Regions from separate parts of the Mus musculus genome. Here region 1 is linked to region 2. The links are chromatin contacts, called in public Hi-C maps. All regions are on one chromosome and are shown on one strand. The core of a region is the stretch at or near the end of the contact, and the rest is flanking DNA. Distances in the headings are between cores, read along the strand shown.

The links. Hi-C and Micro-C count contacts between places; a contact is called where the count stands out from the background.
Region 1: a Hi-C map of the C2C12 cell line shows a contact between it and region 2, with 3 times the contacts expected there. The contact joins two enhancer-like sites.

The regions. Positions count from the first base shown.
Region 1 is chr12:10,531,760-10,536,764 of GRCm38.p6, forward strand. No RefSeq gene overlaps it. Among named protein-coding and RNA genes, the nearest start is that of Gm38407, 88 kb to the left of the region's middle. Within about 2 kb of position 2,427, at least 3 of the 459 cell types and tissues checked have an H3K27ac peak or open chromatin away from gene starts, as enhancers often do. A contact at or near this core is called in the C2C12 cell line, where this site is marked.
Region 2 is chr12:9,976,014-9,980,703 of GRCm38.p6, forward strand. No RefSeq gene overlaps it. Among named protein-coding and RNA genes, the nearest start is that of Gm33734, 59 kb to the left of the region's middle. Within about 2 kb of position 3,283, at least 60 of the 459 cell types and tissues checked have an H3K27ac peak or open chromatin away from gene starts, as enhancers often do. A contact at or near this core is called in the C2C12 cell line, where this site is marked.

The DNA of each region.
Region 1 (5,005 bases), core at 1,177-3,676, 550 kb after region 2:
AATGAAGCCTGACTATAAATTAGAAGACCTTGCAACACCAAGAGATGGTGAAGCTGTCAAGATGACTTGAAGATTGAAATAACTAAGTTCATCAAGAAATAAAGTAGATAACAGTAAGCCAGGGGGGTTTATTCAGTTCAGAACATATCTAAAGTAAAAACCAAACAAAGGACAAGGTGGGGTGCAAGAGAAAAATTCTGGGCTCCCTGTGGACTATTCTAGAAACAAATTAAAGGAAATAAAGGGAAATTTAGAGACTATAAAAATGAACATGTTTCATAAGGTTTTAAAGAGTAAAAAATCCTCCACAGAAACTATGATACTGATGCTTCCTAAAATCAAAGACCAATATTGAATACCAGCAATGGTGGCACATCAGCTATTTAATCCTACAGCTGTCTACTACATGGGCTCAGAATCCTAGAGGAAAACAATACTGCCTTTTCCTTTCCATTTTCATTGTCAATTTGACTGGGCCTGGAATCACCTTGAAGTTGTACATCTGGGCACATCTTAAAGGGTGTTCCTAGGGACATATAAGTGAGAGAAGAAGATAGACCTATCCTGAATGTGATAGTAACATCCTATAGGCTAGGGACCTGAATTGAATAAAAAGAAATTCAAGGAAGAAGTTGACACAGTGCAATCAGTCACTCCCTACACCTACTAAATGATCTCATGTTATAAGCTGACATAAGTCACTCTTTAAGTTCTTTTCCATGTATTTTATCACAATGTTCAATGTACATAATATACAAGAAAAGTAAATAAACCTTGAAGCCAAATTAATGCCTGCAGCAATAATAATTGCAAAGGATTTTTGTATCTCAGAGAATAGTAGCTAAAGCCTATTGTGAGGGTGGTGTGGCATTTTAAAACCTCTGCACAGTATGAAACAATTACAAGAATAAACAGATAAACTAAAGAACAGAATAAAAATATTTCCAGGCTATTGACTTGCAAGGAATTGATATTCAGAATATATAAAGAATACAACTAGCAAAAGAACAAATAATCCAACTTGCAAATGGGCAAATTGATTATCCATTTGAAAAATAACACACACATATGAAAACAACAGCAGCAGCAGCAGCAACAACCATAAGCAGTTGCTAAATGTGTGGGGGAAACATCAAGATATTTAGTCATCAGGAAGATGCAAATTAATCCTACTCTAAGTCTCGTTCATTCTCTTCTTTATTTTTGAGAATTTAATAGATGTGTACAATAAAATATCATTTCTTCCATTATTCCCATTCATGGCTCCCCTACCCCCTTTGGATAGCCTACTACGTCCAGTTAGTCCTGCCTTTATGTGTATGGGTGGGGCCATTCTGTGGAGCATGGGAAAACTATTAGGGCCATAATATCAATACAGAATGATTATTTGCTAGGAACTATCACTACCAATAGCTCCTCATATGAAGTGGGACCTTGAGATCATCTACTCTATGTATGCCAAGATTTTGACTGCTGAGAGTTAATAAGTTCAATAGCCATATCACATCCGGAAAACATCATCATTTCTCCTGTCTTCCAGATCTGACATTCTTTCTTCCTCCTCTCCTTCTAATGTTCCCTGAACTTGCTGGAGATGAGGTTTTGTTTAGGGCTGAGCTCTTGGTCCCTTATTCTCAGTGCTGTGAATAGCAACTCATCTCTCCATGATTGCTTACAGTACAGGGAAAAAAAAAAAAAAAAAAACAAAACCTCTCTGACCAAGGTTGAGACCTCGGGTCTGTCTGCCAGGAGACAAGCAACCTTGAGAAGTCTGGGATGCTACCTTGGGATTCTATTTCACCCTTGTCTGATGGCTATCATCAAGAAAACAAAAATGGTAAGGAGCATTATTGACTAAATCATAAAGTAGTCAGTTCACAATGGGAATTAGTATGGCAAAAGCCTCAAAAAAAACTAAGAAGAGAACTAGACTATGACCTTGTTACATCACTCCAGAACGTACATATAAAGAAACAAAATCTGTATACATGCCCAAATATGCAAGCTTATTGTAGCACTAGTCACTATAGCCAATTTATGCAACAGCCTTGATATCTGATGATGAATGAATGACTGAAGTATGGCTTATGTACACAATGGGTGTTATTATTTAGCCATGAAAAAGAATGAAACTATTTAATTTGCAGAGAAAATAATTGAGTGAAAATTGAGATCATATTACATAAAATAGCTAAATTCATGTAAGAACATATCTTACATATTTTCTCTCATATGCAGAATTTAGACTTTTAAAGAAAAAAAATCAAACAAGACCCACCCCATGGGAGACAGCCAAGCCCGACACTTTCATGATATTCTGCTATGCTTGCAGACAAGAGGCTACCATAACTGTATTCTGAGACGCTCCATCCAGCGACTGATGGAAGCAGATGCAAAGACCCATAGCCAAAACATAGGTGGAGCTCAGGAAGTCCTGTGGAAGAGCTGTGGGAAGCACTGAGGGGGAGCTGGAAGGATCAAGGATACCACAGGATGACCTACAGAGGAAACTAATCTGTGCCTATGAGGCGCACAGAGACTAAACCACCAACCAAAGAGCATGCGTGGGCGGGATCTAGACATCCTGTCAGAAGTAGCAGATGCATAGCTTGCTCTTCATATGGGTCCCTTAACAATTGGAGCAGGAACTCTCTCTGACTCTGTTGCCTGCCTTTAGATTGCTTTCCCACAGCTGGGCTTCCTTGTCTGGCTTCAATGGGAGAGGGTGCACTCAGTCTTGCTGAGATGTAAGAGGGTAGGCTGGTAGCCGTGGAAGGCCTCCTCTTATCTGAGGAAAAGAGGATGGGGAATGGAGGAGGGTGTGTGAGAGTGGAACTGGGACGAGAGTAGCGAAATGTCTGTGATCAGGCTGTAAAGTGAATGAATGAATGAATAAATAAATTGGTGAAGAAAAATAGAAAAAAAATCAGACAAGAAAGTAAAGGATAGTAATTGGGAAGAGGAAAGGAACCAATGAGAGGAGCCAAGGAGGACAAAGGAAGTGGGTGTGGTTAAAAAGCACTATATATATATATATATATATATATATATGAAAGTATTAAGATGGAATGCACTATTTTACATAATCAACATGTGTTAATATTGCAAATATTATAATATTAGTATACATATAACTAAAAACCTTTTTTTTTCTGAAGGAAAGTAGACAGCCACCAAGGAGTTGAACCTGAGATGGCCTGGATGGAAAAGGTCCTTGCTGCCAAGGCCAAGGACCTGAGTTCAAACCACAGGTCCTTCTAACCTCTTCATATAGGTAGATACACAAACACATAAACAAAAATAAACAAATAAAATGTAAAAGTGGATCTAACATTTAATATTCAATGTAAAGATTGAATGCTAACTTTCCTTTTCTTGTACCTTGAGCCAGGTAGGTGCTGCCTCTAACTGATTCATGAAGAATATCCGAGAAAGTACAGTAATGGAGATAATTTGCTGTGGTTTATGTTTGACATGGTCTAGTGTGCTGTGTCAGGGCGGTGGTGTGAAGCAGGATGCGAGGCTAGTAGGAAGCTTCCGTCAATGGCATGCATCCCTGAAGTGGGTTAGAGGACGTTTGTCCCTTGGTTCTTTCTGCCTCTGGCTTCCCAGGTATGGGATGAGTGGTTTGTCTCAGTCACTCTCATGACACACTGCGTTTTCCAAAATATAAGGCTAACTGATCATCAATGGAACACTCTAAAACTGTGAGCCAATATAGTCATGTTCTCTAGATATCTCTAGATAGTTGTGGATCTCGGTGTTGACCGAGTGATCAGAAGCTAGCAGTCAGTAATGTGGAGAGCTCGGCTAGTTTCATGCTCTGTGCCAGTTGAGTTTTTTGAGTCTTTTTATGTTGCTTTCTCTTACAATTATCTTAGAATACAATTACTTCCTTACCTGTCTTTGATCACATTGTTTATGAGACTAGTAGGAGCCAAACTACTTCACCATGACACTGAATCCCTACCACTGACCAGAGGAGCAGAGTTGATTTCTATGAGCCTGGGAAACCTGCTGGAAATACCAGACCTCTTCCTCTGAGCCCTAGCACAGGTGAATAATGGCTTTTTAAAACTCTTTATTTTAGGAAGCTGAATTGATATATTGAAACATGGTCCCAGGAGCTGGATGTGAACTGTCCAGCTAGAAGAGTAAAGAAGCCTGCAGAGGTACCCAACTCTAACGCCACCTGAGACCCCTTCCTGGCTCTGCCTTGTGTAAAGATCCACACAAGGTCCTCAAATGAAGAGCAGGGGCTGTAGATCTCCGCTGGGTCCAGGTCCAACACATGAAACTCCAGCTGTCTGGTGATGGGCTTTCTGGGCCAAGGCCAAGGCAATGGTATGCTCCTCACAGGTAGTCTTTTCCCGTTTCTGAGGCTCCCCAAGGTGTATTCAATAATGCGCTCCTCATCCTGAAGCAGATGGGAAAGTGTTTTAAAAGGTGCCAGGTTTATTTATGGAAGCAGGAGACAGCATTTAAGAGATGCGCTTTGCCAATGTGAAATGTGAACTCTCAAAACAGGAAGTGTGCTTTACTGCCCATTTATTTTATTGCTGTATCAGCTGCCCAGAGCTGAGGAATCCTTCCTCTCAGGCATTATTTATTTTCTAACTTCTGAACTAGAACGTCTTGACCATCGGTTCATCCGACTCCTTGAAGCCCGATTCCAACTCCGACCATGTGCCCTGTGCCTTACTGTCGTCCGGAATGCTTCACGGAGAGCACTGGAGACATTGGAAAAACATTGCTCAGCCAGCGTCTTTGTGTTTATGTACACGAGAAGCTGAAAACAATGAAACCAAATGATAATAGATGGTAAACATTGTAAATGCTTCTTAGAATGATGGAGAAATTACGAACTCTTCTCTTCTATCTTAAGACGCTTGGAAACACTGAATCATCACTGAAGCCACATGACATTCTCCGTGGAAGAAAATAGCTAGTTAAATTGAATTTGTCATTTTGCCGCTGGTAGTGATAGTAAGGAAACAAAACAATT
Region 2 (4,690 bases), core at 2,033-4,532:
CAATATTGTTGAATTCTAATCAAAACTGCTCTGTTTATCCCCTATACTACTTCACAAGGCATGTCAGGCATTTTTCATGGGTATGGAAATCATATTTTACCAGTAATAAATGGGATCTAGCCCCACTAGACTGTAGCTCAATTTCAAGCTCAGAACCCAGGAGGGCAGAGTGGTCCTATCAAGGAAAATCACCAACTCCCACCCCTCAGAAAGCAAAACACATTCTGGGGGCAGGGGAGGAGACTAAAAGCAGAACACAGCAGGTTCTAATATTTTTCCACTTGACTCTCCTTAATTAGTGTTGACTAGCTTAACGAAGCAATTAAGGGGCTTATTTGCTTTTTTAAATCACATGTGAAATTTAAGAAACCTTGAAATACAAGAAATATTTGTCCCCAAGATCTTACCCCACAAGGGATATCAGTTTGACTGTTCTCCAACCACTAGAAAGCTAGGACAACCAACCCTGCTCTCCACGTGAGGCCTGAGCAAAACAGAACTCAGTAGCCAGCTGCATTTGCATCGTGAATGCTCAGCTAAAACCCCACCCCTGCTGAAAGGAATAGCAGTGGCTCATCTTTTACTAACAACTTCAACAAGTATACAGACACTGGCACCTCGGCTCTGAAGGTTATGTGTATTGCTCATGTTTCTTATGCTATTTCCACTTCAATCTTTAGGTCTTCGCCTCTTCTTCTTTTCATGAGAGTAAGCCACAGAGAATCAGAGGTAATGAGCATACCCCGGCTCACTTGCCTGGCAGTGGTGGTGTGAACTGAAGGTCTTCTCACACCACCATACCTGGATCTTCCATGACACTGATTTCCCTGCGAACGTCCTCAACCATGAGAATTGAGGCTGACATAGACTGAAAACCATTAAGTAATTACATTTATTAAGTATGTTTACATTGATATCTAAATAGTATATAAATATATTTTAAACATCATACAGAAACAGAGCCCTGCTAAGTACAGGCTATTTTTTGCAACTTCATGGTTGATTTATTTTTACAATTTATATGTATGCTTCATAGTTTATATAAATTACTAACAATAATTATTGTCATCATTTGTGTATTGAAATGATATGTAAACATACACAAATATATAACTTATAGCAATGCAAATTAAAGACAAATATACATGAATATATAATACATAAGCATGACATATGACATAAAATAGTATAAATTCAGAATTTGTGATCTAACCTACAGCATGTAATATAATATGTAATATAATCTAATATAGGGATATATACAGCTTAATATAGTATTTATTTAAGATATATAATGACAATTACATCACATGCTCATCTAAAATTATACATATTTGTTTATAGAATTGTCATATACCAACATACAGTATTATTATAGTAAATAATATTCATTCACAGTATCCTATAGTAAGGGAAAAAACAATGATATCTCTGTTCAGGATATGACTGGGTATTTACCCTGAAATATGAAACCCTTATTTCAAATCCCAAACACCCATATATAAACCTTTACATAGGTATGTGTACTTGTAACCTCAACTTTGTGGTTGGAGGTAGATGGATCCTGAGACCTCACTAGACAGTAAGGCTTTCTGAAATGGCAAGTTCCTGGTTCTGCAAAGAGACACTGTTTCAAGGCAGTAAGGTAGAGAGTGATCTAGGCCAATAGTCTGTGTCCTGCTCTAGCCTCTGCATGCAACTGCATGGGCATATGCACTCATATACTCATGTGCAGGCACCATGCACACATATATCATCAATACAAAAATAACATAGAAAATACATGAAATTTGGTGATATGTTACGTAGTATGACAACAAATACATTGAACTCTACATTATATAATATAGTGGCTTCAGCCCTGGGGAATGAACATTTGTTGATTGTCATTTCTTTGGAAAGAGTACAGGGCATCTTTCATGTTGCTGCCTCTAGACCTCAACAAACCTGCAAGAATAGTTTTCATCCTTAGAAAAGCAATGGAACCTGAAGTCACAATTTTTTTCTCTTTAAAAACACAGTACTAGCAAAAAGAACCATGAGTAACTCTAGTTCTTTCTAATTTAATAATAATTGTAGACCCTTGGAGTTGGAGATATGTCTCAGAGGTTAAGAATACCAGCTGCTTTTCCAGAGGACCTGGATTTGATTCCTAAATGCTTTCATGGTCTGACAACTCCAGTGCCAGCAGATTTGATTCTTGCAGGCACTGCATGAACATGGTGAATATACATACATAATACATAATATGTAATACATAATATGTAATACATAATATGTAATACATAATATGTAATACATAATACATACATGCCTAATACATGCATGCATACACACATATACATAAATGCATTCAGTCAAAACTCACATAAACATAAAAAAACATGAAAAATCATGTGCTTTGTGTGTGTGTGTGTGTGTGTGTGTGTGTGTGTGTGTGTGTATGTGTGTGTGTGTTTTCTATCAAGTCAGATAAGTGAGTCAGTGAGGGCAAGAAATGGAGGAAATACAGGGAGAGAAAGGAATTGTGTTTGGGGCTTGCCCTGTCCTTACATTTGAAAGCATTACAGAACTTGTAACTTCTCACTGATGGAAAGAAAGGCTAAGGAAGCCCATACTACTACACCACAGTCTTTCAGTCTCCTTGGGGTAAAGGGCAAGAGGCAAGGATTTAGAGCACGTGTCCTGACGTAGCCACATGTACTCTGGGTGGCAGAAACCCTGCAGTGTGACACCATTATGACCAGAATCCATAAGCTCAAAGCATTCTTTGGAATTCAATGCCTCTGATTGCTGTGTAAGTGCTTGATATTGGAAAGACTGCCAGAAACAAGACAGATGAGGAGGAGCTGCCAGCTGGGCACTGAATCAACAGTGCCAACACTGGGAAAAAGCATGCGAGTCCATGGAGATCTCTTAGCTATTTACCAAAGGGGAGGATTGTTTATTTCCTAGGTATCTCCCAAAGAGCCCATTTATGAGCTCCATTTATGACTTCAAACAAGCTATCTGGCAGAGATGTGGCAGCAAAGATAAGGAAAGGACTAATTAATGCTCTTGCACCATGCTTCAACACCCAGATCTGTAATTACCCAAGTTGTGTGCTTAACCACCAAAATTTATTTTAAAATACAAACTAGCTTTTAAGTATCTTTTAAAATGTGACTAATAGTTTTATCTTGTTCCTGGCACCATTTCCTCTGCTTGTTAGGGTTATAAATAGGGTATTCCACTTGGCAAGAGTCTTGACCGTGGCATTGCTGCAATGGTTCTATAGTTACTCTAACAAAACAGAACATAACTGGCATATTTCTCCTCAAACTTTCCTAACATTTACACTGCCATCTGCATACTTTTCCTTTGACTTCACTCTGAAAATCACATGCTCTTCTGATGCATACCAGAGACTTGACTATGTAGACATTTGGTGGGGGTGGGGGAAAGAAATCTAGAGAGAACAGTGAGAATTAGCAGCATTTTCTCATTTCTGATGTCAGACACTTATTACCTGCAACACTGCAACCATTTTTAAGAAGTATTTAATCAAGCTTTCTTTGAGGTCAATTCTGGATAAGGGACAAAATTCCCTGTTAATGTACCACTGTGAATAACAGCATTGCTTTCTTGGGGGTTATATAGTTAATTTCCTACATTCCAATAAATCTATAGAGAAGTGTGCCAATGGAATGTACAGGCTGTGTGTGTGTGTGCCCATGTATATGTGGGCACAAGGAAAATCAATGGTGAGTTTTACAAACTCAAGTGACTAAGTTATAATTAAAGACTTAGAGCATATAAATGTTCATTGCCAATGTTTGAAATAAATGTTAGATAATGTACATGGTTGTGTAAAAGCATGGAGATGATAAAAAATACTTTCAGAGAAAGACATAAAAATACAAATTTCACAAGTTTGTTTCTAAGATACTTGAGGCCCCTTAATACATAGCTGATTTTCACCCTGTTCAGGTTTAAAAAAATAAAGAAGAAGAAGAAGAAAAGAAAGAAAGAAAGAAAGAGAGAAAGAAAGGAAGGAAGGAAGGAAGAAAGGAAGAAAGAAAGAAAGAAAGAAAGAAAGAAAGAAAGAAAGAAAGAAAGAAAGAAAGAAAGGAAGAAAGAAAGGAAGAAAGAAAGGAAGAAAGGTAGTTTAGGCACTAGTTTAAGGGTTTTTTTTTGGGTTATTTGTTGTTTTGGCTTTCTGTTTGTTTGTTTGTTTGTTTGTTTATATTTTGCTTGTTGGTCTGGTTTGTTTTGGTTAATGGCAAAGAATTCTTAGAAGTGCAATATTTGGGCAGGCAAATGAAGATAGCCTTCTCTGTGATATTGGATAAATTATCCCACCAGTATCACATGGTTAGTCAAAGCATCAGTTTAATGAATGTCAAGCTGGGCAGTGGTGGTGCATGCCTTTAATCCCCACTTGGGAGGAAGAGGCAGGTGGATTTCTGAGTTTGAGGCCAACCTGGTCTACAAAGTGAGTTCCAGGACAGCCAGGGCTACACAGAGAAGCCCTGTCTCAAAAAAGAAAACAAACAAACAAAAAAAAAACCAAACAAACAAAAAAGGAAAGTCTAAGTGTCCACTGATTGTTTTTGAATCTCTAGGTGTTCTGTTTGTGCTTTTACATCCTGGAGTAAAGGCCAGGGTATTGTGTAATTATACTGTGTGACTTCAATCCATTGCCTGAGTG